Regions from separate parts of the Mus musculus genome. Here region 1 is linked to region 2. The links are chromatin contacts, called in public Hi-C maps. All regions are on one chromosome and are shown on one strand. The core of a region is the stretch at or near the end of the contact, and the rest is flanking DNA. Distances in the headings are between cores, read along the strand shown. Region 1 overlaps Sgk1 (serum/glucocorticoid regulated kinase 1). Region 2 has its middle 83 kb from the start of Aldh8a1.

Evidence for each region. Hi-C and Micro-C count contacts between places; a contact is called where the count stands out from the background.
Region 1: a contact with region 2 is called in a Hi-C map of liver, with 4 times the contacts expected there. The contact joins two enhancer-like sites. A contact is called at or near these places in 2 of 15 datasets of contacts at CTCF or cohesin (both in the NIH/3T3 cell line), 8 of 484 Hi-C or Micro-C datasets (the G1E-ER4 cell line, bone marrow-derived macrophages, cerebral cortex and 5 more), 12 of 115 datasets of contacts at active chromatin or transcription factors (astrocytes, embryonic basal ganglia, embryonic limb bud and 9 more) and 1 of 9 other capture datasets (embryonic stem cells).

What each region holds. Positions count from the first base shown.
Region 1 is chr10:21,932,487-21,938,665 of GRCm38.p6, reverse strand. All of the region lies in intron 2 of Sgk1 (serum/glucocorticoid regulated kinase 1), which reads right to left. Among named protein-coding and RNA genes, the nearest start is that of Gm46215, 53 kb to the right of the region's middle. Within about 2 kb of position 2,000, at least 87 of the 459 cell types and tissues checked have an H3K27ac peak or open chromatin away from gene starts, as enhancers often do. A contact at or near this core is called in liver, where this site is marked.
Region 2 is chr10:21,457,367-21,462,956 of GRCm38.p6, reverse strand. No RefSeq gene overlaps it. Among named protein-coding and RNA genes, the nearest start is that of Aldh8a1, 83 kb to the right of the region's middle. Within about 2 kb of position 2,801, at least 6 of the 459 cell types and tissues checked have an H3K27ac peak or open chromatin away from gene starts, as enhancers often do. A contact at or near this core is called in liver, where this site is marked.

The DNA of each region.
Region 1 (6,179 bases), core at 751-3,250, 480 kb before region 2:
ATCTTAAAATGCTGCTTTTCTAGAGAAAAGAATTGTAAGTTTTTGGCGTTAATTTTTTTCTCCAGTTTTGTTTATATCAATTATGTACAAACAAACATTGGCAAGAATAGTTACCTGGATTTTCATGACCTAAAGGGGCATTTTAAAAATATTTGCCATGTCTCTTCAAAAAGTACTCCTTATAATCTCCTTGGTGGGTCGAGGGCTGTGACTTGGACGGCAGGCTGCTGGAATGGCCGGCATTCACAAAGCCCTAGGTTCCATTTCCAGCTCCATACACATCCCGCCTTGCTGGCCATGCCTGTAATCCCAGAGTTAAGAATGTGGAGACAGAAGACCCACAAATCAAGGTCACCCTCAGCTACACAAATGAGTTCAAGACCAGGCTGCTTGCTCCTCTGTTAGTGTTCAAAATTTCTATTTACTCTGATAGGGCTTTGCCAAGAAAAATAGAGGTAGAAACTTGAGGAACAGTGACAGCTGTAGGTGACAAACTTAGAATTCTCCTGACCCCCATTTCCTTGGAGACTCTTTTATGTCATATCAAAAGCAGAAAACTTCCAAAGAGGGAAATTTGAAATGTGTGTATGTGTCTGTGTCTGTGTGTTTTAAATCCATACAAGCCTTCATAAAAATATGATATAAATTAAGGGGAACCAAAAACTTCCAAATCCATCTGGCTGATTTTAGTGTATTTTTTTTTTTATAGTATTTTTTGAAGAAAGATCAGAAAAAACTCACAATGTCATAAAAGTCAATCCAAGATGGAAACTTCCCTGACAGACTCTTTCCTTTCCAAACTTGCTGGGCTCCTGAGTTTAGTAATACAGAGACAGAATCTAAGGGACACTTGTGAGCACAGGTATCCTGGAGGAGCTAGATGAAACTGCGCATGCACCAGTAATTAGACACCAGCCCCGAACTGCATGAAGTCTGATTAATTAATTAACTAATTAATTAGTTGATTAAATATGGTCTTTGCCAATGCCTTTCATAAACTGCTGATAAGGAGGAGGCCATGACCTGACACTTAATCTTGTCAGAACTTCAATGTTAGTTTTTTTTGTTTGGTAGTGACATGGCATGGCTCCTTAGAGAGGACAATGACTTCATTAGACCTGGGGGGTGGGGGCGGGGGTGGGGAAGCACGGGACAGCGTTTGCCTGCTGAGTCAGCGCTTTCTAAGCCGACTTAGTGGAAAGACAGACAGAGGTCTTGGAATCTGAGGAAATCCTCACTCAGCCAAATCTATCCCATATGAGAGGGTAGACTTAATGAGAATCAGCCCGAACTTTGGCAGGCAGCTGCTGGAATGTAGGAGATTTACAGCCAGCCTGGGCCGCTGAGGGTTTTTGCTTAGCCGCTTGTTCGGTATTAGAAAAGTTTGCATGAGCAAAATTTCAGCTTCAACTAATAAAGGCAAAGGGGTGGGGGGAGGATCACATTGAATACCAACTGTGTCTCGTGTTTGCAAGGCTCTGGAGGACACGAGGGCGTGAGAAAATGAGCGCCTTGGATTTTGTGATTGCTAGGACCTCACTGAGACCCACGGCCAGAGCAAGCCCCTGACAGACTGAGCACAGTAAGGGTGCTGTAGGAGTGGGAGTTTCTCCAGAGACTTTCTTTGCCCTGGTAGACGGGCTTCATGGTGGGAGACCATCTGTGTCTCGTGCCTGGCCTCCTCCCAGTATGATGGAATTGCAACTGTTTCCTTCTACAGGTGGGGTTCCTGATAGCTGTGCTGTTTACCACAAACTCACAAGTAATGTATTAATGTAATCTTAAAAGTTTGGATAATAGAGGTAAAGCCAGTCCTTTTGGACTGCCATCCAGATCCATTTTAATCTCGAGGAGGCAGTTATCACCAGGGCAGGGTTGTTTACACTTCCTGTTCTTTTATCTGTCTGTAAACATGAGAGAAGCGGAGTGTGTAGGCACATAGCTTTAGCCTCAGCACTTGGCAGGTAGCGGGAAGAGGACAGGAAGTTGTAACCTTCCTTAGCTACACAGTCAATTCAAGGCCCATCCGGCCCCCATGTGACTGTGTCTCAAACCCATTAACTTACGGAGAGTTAAAATGTTACAGGTTCAAAGCCACAGCTACATTGAGCAATTGTCCCTGGTCTGCTTTCCTGTAACTATGGTAAACACCATGACCAAAAACAACTTCGGGAAGGAAAGGATTCAGCTAATGTTTCCAGTTAATAGTCCATCCCTAAGGGAGCTGAGATAGGAACCTGGAGCAGACACCATGGAGAAAGGCTGCTTACTGGCTTGTGTGCTGGCTTAGGCCAAGCTTCCTTTCCTTTCCTTTCCTTTCCTTTCCTTTCCTTTCCTTTCCTTTCCTTTCCTTTCCTTTCCTTTCCTTTCCTTTCTTTTCCTTTCCTTTCTTCCTTCCCTTTCTTCTTCCTTTCATCCTTTTTTCCCTTTCTTTTTTGACGTGTGTGTGTGTGTGTGTGTGTGTGTGTGTGTGTGTTGAGGCAAGGTTTCTCAATGTAGCCCTGGCTGTCCTGGAACTCGCTCTGTAGACCAGGTTGGCCTCGAACTCACAGAGATCCAGCTGCCTCTGGATTAAAGGCACGTGCCACCTTCATGGCTTTTTCTTATGTATCTTGAACCCTCTTGCCTAGGAATGGTTTACACAGTGGGCAGGGTCCTCCCACACGAATCAAGACAGTCTCTCACAGGCCAGTGTGACTGAAGCAATTCTTCACCTGACTTGCTCTCTTCCCACATGGCTGCAGGGTGTGTCAACTTGACAAGACTAAGCAAGATGTCTATTTTAGCCATTTAAATAGCCAAAGCTATTACTTTCCTCTGCATATGACATATCGCTTTTGCTCCTAAACAATGGAATAGGATCGTCTATTAAGGAAGTCTATAGCAGCGCTATTAAGACGACCTTGACTGTCTGCCTCTCCCACGACCTCCCTTCTCTGATGCCTATCATTAACTCAATCTCCACCCCTTCTCTCAATAACTCCAATTCAAACCAATTTCAAAACTTTCCACGAACTTTCTGACTTATATTTGTGATTATTCTTTTAATAACTGTTTTGACTCCACAGATAGACCCTTGCTAATTGGCATGCTAATTCATTTCCTTCAGAATACTGTCCAGCATGCTGCTTGGACCCAGTAACATCCCCTAGACACAGGAGTATAGATACCAGGCTGTGCCTCCCCACTATATCTGATTATTTGCTGTAGACGGGAAGGCCCCATCCTAATCCCACGCTAATTTAGAAGTTAGACAAAGTGGATACACTCTCCTTTGGGTCTCCTCTTTTCCTAGTCCATTAAAATCATTCACCTACTCCTTTTTTTTTTTTTTTTAATGAATAAACACAATCTGGAAATGTAGGCATGTAACATTAGGATCTAGCTGTCACTCAGGCCAGAATACTCTCAGGCCCCATACTCTCCCATTAGGATCTAGCTGTCACTCAGGCCCCATACTCTCCCATCCTGCAGATACTGACAGAACCAGAAGACATTGTCTGTGAGTCTCAAGCAAACAGAACACCAGACAGCAGGATTTCTCACCTGGGAAAGCGATTGCATATCAAAGAGGATACTGGTGGTCACATGTCCTGTTCCCTGCCTGGGAAATCAGAGAACCAGACAGAGGCTTGTGCTGTGAGACTACCCTCAGGTCTACCTCAGAGAGACCCCTCTCTCACCTCTGATTTTTCTTTTCAAAGCCCCTACCATGCTGTCTGTCCCTGGTGCTAGGCACTGAACTGTATTCAGACTCCTCCACTACGCTGCTGTCTGTCTGTCTATCTGTGGCCTTAATAACTCTTAATACAAATACATTCATTACCTGCCCTTCTCCCCCCCCCCCCAAAAAAAAGAAACCCCACCGCCACTAACAAATCAAACCCATACAAAATAATGTATTAACTAATTTTCCTAGTTCTATATATACCTTGGGACACATCAGTATTTCCAACCCCTCCTACTCCTGCCTTCCTTTTGAGACACAGCCTCAAATATCTTAGGCTAGATTCAAACTTGCTATATAGCTAAAGAGAATGACCGTAATAAGTCCTGATGCTTCTACCCTACCCCACCCCAAGTGCTGGGGTTATGGTTTCCACCTCCATGCTGTCTGTGCTCCACCTTTTCTTGTTTACCTTCTGCGTGCCACAGGGATTTGTCATTACTAACTTCCTATGGGTTTACAATTTTGCTAGTCACTTATATTTCCATTTTTCCCACCATTCCACTATTGTACCTGACACCTCTGCCATGTAAGCAAATATTAGGGGTTAATGTGGAGACATGATTTACTACGTCAGAACAATGTTACCATTTTAAATGAAGGAACACTGGCACAAACCTCTTCCGAGAACAATCATTTTTTTTTTCAAATAATATTTTCACCAACACAATATTATCACGGAACTTTCGATAATGCAATGGACTAAAGAAGAATAGGGCAGCTGCATGATAGAGCGCTTGCCTAACAAGCCTGACATTGCAGGTTCAATTTCCAATACTGCCACAGATTATTTTTTAAAGAGAGAAATGGAAGGTTTCATGGTGCATTTCCTTGGTGGTATGATAACTGCTTAAAATAGTTCTGAATTCCCTGCTCTTCCTATATTCCCAGAGCTGATGGGAAGTGTGATTGTGGCTTGCAGGTGGCTGAATTGGCTGGAGGTGCTGGTTAGCTTTCATATTGTTCCCAGTTTCTAATTTTATCAAATTGAATGCGATTCATGTTTGGAGGAATTTGATGAGCTATGCTTCATTATGCAATTTTTGGCCTGATTCTATAACTGTCATGCCTCAAATAAATTTATATTATTGGCTTACTATATGCAAACATATACACGTAGGTCTGCATAATCTATGTAAGTCACAGCTAATTGTTTTATTATATACTCATTTTGAAATAGGCATTGCACTATAACACAAGATGGCTTTGAATTTATGATCCCACCCCTCCAAAGTGCCAGGGTTACTGGCCTCCACCACCACCACTGCAGGCTTGTTTAACTAACATTCTGTGTACTGTTTTCAGTATTTACATTGTTTTTCAGTCTTAGTGATTGAACCCAAGGCCTCAGACATGCTAGGCCACTGAGCTGCACTTCAGCCCATCTCCTTGGACTTGAAGTAGATGTTGCCTGCATAACCTGAGTGTGGGCAGACATCTGTTTGTTTGCACTGTTACCAGTTTTTGTTCTAGATATTTCCACGTTATATTGTGTGCAAATGTTTTATGTCCTTAGTAGATAGTCCTTTTTGATATGAAATGTCCTCATTTGACTCTTCCAACTTTTTGGTCTTGTATCTTTTTTCTCGTCTGGCATTTCCACTGTTAAACTCCCTTCCCTGTGTTACAAACTGTGCCTGGACAATCTCTAGTTCTTCCCTGTAACCTCCTGGTCCTTTTGAATATGTGGCCATGCAGCCTTTCTCCATTTTGATATTTTATTTTGTGATCATTGGGCTCTCCTACCCACCTGCTGTTTCTTACGAACTTCTACTGACCTCTAATCCCATGGGCTTCCTTGCTTTAGGACAACTAGAATAGTAATGAGGTTTTCTGTCATATAAGGTAGGAGGGAGCAGCAATCCTTCCCACTCAGGCTACTGTCATGATCCAATCATATGTTTTCTTCAACTGCAGACTTCTCCCTCCCCACACCCACATTCTTTTCTCCCCCTCTGGCGAGGATGCCATAGACATGGAAGGTGACTTGGGAGACATCAAGTGAAGCAGATGTCTGTGAATGTGTTTACTGGCATGCTTTCATTGAGAAAACACTTGGATGCACGCCTTTACTGTCTGGTTGGGAAAGTCAAGGCAGGTGTCTCTCTGTCAGTTCAAGGCCAGCCTGTTCTATATAGTGAGTTCCAGGACAGCCAGGGCTACACAGAGAGACCCTGTCTCAAAGCCTGTACATGCACACACGCACACACATGCACACACACGTACACAGGCACGCAGGCACACATGGCATCATGGCTAACAATACACTTGAGTCTCCATGCTGTGGCCAGAGTATATTACTTAGTACCAGCTTCCCCAGTACCGTGTTATCATCTTTCCCTGCCTCATGCCCAGGAAGAGCTGTTTAATGGATAAACAGTTCCCTTTAGATCGCGATTCCTGTATTCACAGTATCGACATTCTTGGGTGATTTAGTGGTAATATGAATGTT
Region 2 (5,590 bases), core at 1,552-4,051:
TGCCTCCATGCTTGGCTGTTTGAAAGTGTCTGCTTTATGGCTTTAACTGCTTGACATATGAAAAATTAAAACTCTACACATTCAAAGCAGGACATGGGACTTAGTGAACTGAAAAATCAGAGTCCATTGAAAGTGGAGGCTCTGGGTCCCTTCATCATTAGAAGGCAGAGACATCAGACCTCCAGGGTCACTATAGCAAGCTAAACGCCACAACCAAAAGGAACTGCTCATTTGCTAGCATGCCTTGGCCAAGAAGAATTGTGTATTCACCAGAGCTATATTTTTAGAGAAGAATCCATGGGGAAACAAGTTCATCTGAGCAGCTATAAAATATCAGGCCATAAACGAGCACTTCTAATGAGCCAGATACAATGCTGTGATTATGGGGCAATCCAATAGAACTTAAGGGTAACATATAATTAAAAGAGCCAATCAATCGGTCTTGTGTTTAAAGCAGTAAGAGCCTCAAAGAAGAAGTGGTCCTTAGACAGAGACTGGATTTTGGAAGGGGGAGAAGGCAACAAAGGCACTTGACACACAGAGATAAATCCTAGAAAGAGCTGGAGGTTGCTGATCAGTCTGGGCAGGAATGCCAATTTAGAATAGATAAGATCACACACACACACACACACACACACACACACACACACACACATACCATTTCACTCTCTCAACTATGTTTCTATGACTCTACTCCACTCTAACAAGGATATTCCCCAAGAGCACCCAGGAGAGAGAGAGAGTTCGGTAACATCTCTAGTTATAATCTAACCATACAAATGATGGTTCCTAGACCTCATGGGGACAAAGGCATGGTAGCTCATTTTCATGTTCTCAGACCTCTGCTCAACAAACATCAGAGCCAATTATCTTTGAGAGAGAATGCATGGGTCATAAAACTTAACATATTTATTATCTAGATTTCTGATAAAGTGTTTTCCCTCTTCTGCCACAGCTAAGAGAATCCGCACAGGGCAAATTCGTGGGCTCTATGGAAGACATGATGACTTTTGAAGTTTAAAGGTCAGACAGTAGACAGGTATGACTTAAGAGGTGAAGAGCACACTACTTCGTAGATATTTGTTAGCTCATGGCCAGCCATTCTCAACCTTTCTAGTGATATGACCCTTCCCTAATGCCAGAGTTCCCCACACTGTGGTTACCCCAACCATAAACGTATTTTTGTTGTTACTTCATAACTGTGAGCTTGCTATTGGTGCAAATCATAATATAAAATCTGTTTGCTGATGATCTTAGGCCAATCCTGAGAAAGGATTGTTCGATACCCCCCAGCCCCCAGAGGGGTCTCAACCCACAGATTGAGAGCCACTGCTCTCAGAGCTGGACCATGATGTAGACAGTGTGGAGGCATATTGCTGTGTTCCTGCATCAAGGCTGTGTGTGTTGGCAGAGAATCTCCCTGCTACCCTCGCCCTGAACCTGCCTACCACCAGTCACAGAACCTGTGGTTGAAGCTGTTGACTAGCCAGGTTGAAGCAGGGCATTTGTGTTTCTAGAATGCTAGTAAGCCATGGTTAGCATGAGTTCAGTGCTCCTTCTCCAGCCAGAATCAAAGAGATACAAAATCCCTCGTGTTTCTTTGATCTAGAACACTCAGCTATGTGACTCTAGTCATAGTTGAGAGTAGAAACAAGAACCACCACAGCAGTCTAGGAGTAACCCAGCCACAGACATGGTCATAACTCATAAACTCATGTCAAGAACTAAATGTCAGGACTTTTCTTCCAGACAAACAAGAATCTGCAGACCTTCAGACACCTTTCAGGAGTACTTTGATGCTGGCCACCAGCCACAGAGTTGAGAATGAACAGGACCAAAAAAGAGCATCAAGCAGTCTATGTGAAACAGCCATTAAAACAGGCAAGATAGAAACACAAGCTATATCGCTTCTCGGTCTTTTGGATAAGATCGAGTGTAGAAACACAAGCTATAAACATCCAAAGGAAGAAGTTATGTGTCAGAGATGGTGGGTGAATGAATTATAGAAGAGAGAGCAGGCCAAGAGCCTCAAGTGCAGCTGATATGGATCTGTGGCCTTCAGTGAGCAGACAAGCAGTTGGGGGCAGAGCAGCCATGAGCTGCTAGTTGCATCTCACTTTCTTGGTACAGGGAAGAACAGATATCTATAGTTTCAGCATGAATGTGGAACTATATGCAATGTTGGATAGAGTTCTGAACCATTTAATGGTCCATTTAAGATGGACCATTTAAGGTCATTTTCTACTTGCCAGGGACCGTGGCTCACTGAACAGTTTCTGAAACTCAATCTTTATGAGCTCTAACATGGAGATTCAGCCTCCCGAGAAAGCTCAGAAGATGATCCCAGAGCATCCGGGGTCTTCTATGGTAAGCTTCTTAGAGAAATGTAAATTATTGAGCTGTCATAGTCTTTGTATCTGCAGCCAGTGTTCAGGATTCTATTGATGAAAGAACCTGCATACATCCCATGTCAAAGACTTTGCAATAGAAGACAGAAAACCTAGCTCTGGCCCTGATTAGGCCCTCCAGTTTCCAGTTCATGGTGCCTTCCAGAATTAATATCCTAGTTATTCACAAATCAAGCTATGCATTATAATGAAATATGCCTGCAAAAGAAAGGCCCACGAGGGCTTGTATAATCCCCTTAAAATAAATTATTAATGAAATCTTTGGCTTGCAGACTTTGTGTGCAAGAACTGGCCTGGTGCCCACAATGTGATCTTCTGTTCCCACTTACAAATCAAGGCTATTATAATCAATAAAACCTTGTTAAACATTACTGAGAGAGTGAGCAAGTGAACAGAGTTAATAACCTACTACACATGTTATTACTGTCGCTTGATGCAAGTGTCCCTTTCTTCATCTGTGTTCTGTGTTACATTGAAATAAATCCTGGCACTAGGAATATTCCAATTCATTTACCTTTAAATTGAGGCACTCTTTTCAATTCGAAATGTATAAACATCACTTCAGACTGATTTCCCAAACTACATTTTGTTTTCTTGCTAGAATAATAATCAATTGCTGGCTTAGCCAAAATGGATATTTGTAAAACTATATACCTTAGATAAAACCAAGAAATGTTAGCTAAATTATTCATTGGCTTGTTATACAAGGAAGGAGTTGAACAAGAGTAACATGCATTTTGGTATTTAAGTTTTAAAAAGTCACTTTCACCTATTGGTCCACAACTTTTTCCAGTTAGATGTTCTGTGTGCAATCACAAAAGGCTGAGGATCAACTTGGGCCAGGCTTCCTAGCAGACTCTCAATCAGGATCCCATCCTGATGGGCAATTGCTTAAATAAGGCAAAGACTCAGCCTTTAGTATCTTCATCAATAAAATTGAGATAGTGGTAACAGCCGCAAGCCAACATTACTTGTGCTAGGTCTTGGCCTAAGAATTTCAAGTTTATCAATTCTTACCTCATGAGATATGTTTTCCTATATGTATTTATGTATATGGAAATTTAAAACCTAACCATACTCTCTCATAGCAGTGAATCTTCAGTCCAGAACCTCAGAACTTTGCCTAGTCGCTCCCTTGTATGCCTTCATATTTTTATTCTGTGTGTCACAGGGTGAGAGTGTGAATCCTCAGGGTGGGGGTGTGAATCCTCAGGTTGAGAGTGTGAACCCTCAGGGTGAGAGTGTGAACCCTCAGGGTGTGAGAGTGAACCCTCAGGGTGGGAGAGTGAACCCTCAGGGTGGGAGTTTGAACACTCAGGGTGGGAGTGTGAACCCTCAGGGTGTGAGAGTGAACCCTCAGGGTGGGAGAGTGAACCCTCAGGGTGGGAGTGTGAACCCTCAGGGTGGGAGTGTGAACCCTCAGGGTGAGAGTGTGAATCCTCAGGGTGGGAGAGTGAACCCTCAGGGTGGGAGTGTGAACCCTCAGGGTGAGAGTGTGAACCCTCAGGGTGGGAGAGTGAACCCTCAGGGTGGGAGTGTGAACCCTCAGGGTGAGAGTGTGAATCCTCAGGGTGGGAATGTGAACCTGCAGGGTGGGAGTGTGAATCCTGAGGCACAGAGAGAGAACAGGATGGGAGTGTGAATCTTCAGAAATAGAGAGAACATTTGTGTGCTAACAGAATAGGAGCCTCTCCCACCAGCAGGATTCAGACTCCTCAGCTCAGTCCACCCCAGAACAGTGCCATCTAGGGAGCAGGCACTGCTACACCCTGTACACTGGATTCTCACCTTAGAGTGGACCATTATAAATGGCTTTCCTTCTTCATGCTGAAGAGTGTCTTTTTGTTTGTTTCCTATAATTGTACATATTAACCCAAATTTTCTATTCTGGAGTCACAATAGAAGCCTTCTTTTTATCATATATCATATACCTGAAAAGCTAATTAGGATACTCCTCAAGGGCATCCTCTGGATTCTTCATCTCTCTCTCCAAGTATCACTTGTTTTTGTTTGTTTGTTTCTTTTATTTGTTTGTTTGTTTTGGGATTTTTTTGTTTTTGTTTTTTTGTTTTTTTTTCCTGTTTTGTTTTTTGAGACAGGGTTTCTCTGTGTAGCCCTGGCTGTCCTGGAACTCACTCTATAGACCAGGCTGGCCTGAAACTCAGAAGTCTGCCTGCCTCTGCCTCCCAAGTGCTGGGACTAAAGGCGTTCACCACCCATGGATTATCCTGATCATTCCTCTCTTCTAAACTATGAAAAGAAATGTTTGTATTGCAGGATCTAGAAACAGAAACAGTTGTCAGAAACCCAAAGAAGGCACTGAAAGGATCCCAGGACTGCAGAATGCTGCTGTGGTTGCCACCCAGATGGCCTGCCGAACCACAGGTGCTACCCAGGTACCCCGCAGAACCGATGGGCACTTCATATCACCCACTCACATCCAACTTTTATCTCGCCCTAATTCAGAGGACATTTTTTCCCCTCATATTAACCAGTCATGAAATCAAAGCTGCCCCCCATTACATTGTGTTTTTAGTATGTGTCTGTGTGTGTTCATGTTATGGGGTGTGGGGTGCAAGTGTCTGTGTGTCTAGAGGCCACAGTTGAGGTCAGATTTGTTAACCCTGAGAATCATGAGGAGAAAGACCAAACTCACAATCATTGATTGATGGATGGATGGATGGATGGATGGATGGATGGATGGATTGATTGCAAGCTTTATTTAATACTGACCAGGACGGTCGGCCATACCCAGGATTCCCAGAAAACGATGCTGAATCAGATTAGCCAGGCTAACCTAAAGGCAAAGCTCACAAGGTTACATACTTCCTGTCTGTGTCTGATCGAGGCAAGCATACATCCTGAGGTACTTTCTGCCTCCCACCTCCATGAGATCAAGCACAGCCTGTGTGGGTGGGACAACCAACCTTGTTTACTGAAGTGAAAACATGTGGCTTGCTATGTTACACGAACAGCCCTCAGCATTCCAGAAAGAGACCTGTCCTCGGATACGTGGAGCTTACAGGTTAGAGACATTTTTTATACTTCTCTTAAGCACAGTAATTTAAACTTAAAACACAACTTTAGCCCTCACACCGTCTTTCTCAATTGCTTGACATCTTATTCATTTGAATACCATGTGGCCTCATTACAGAATTCGGAGCTCACGGGCTCTGCTGCAC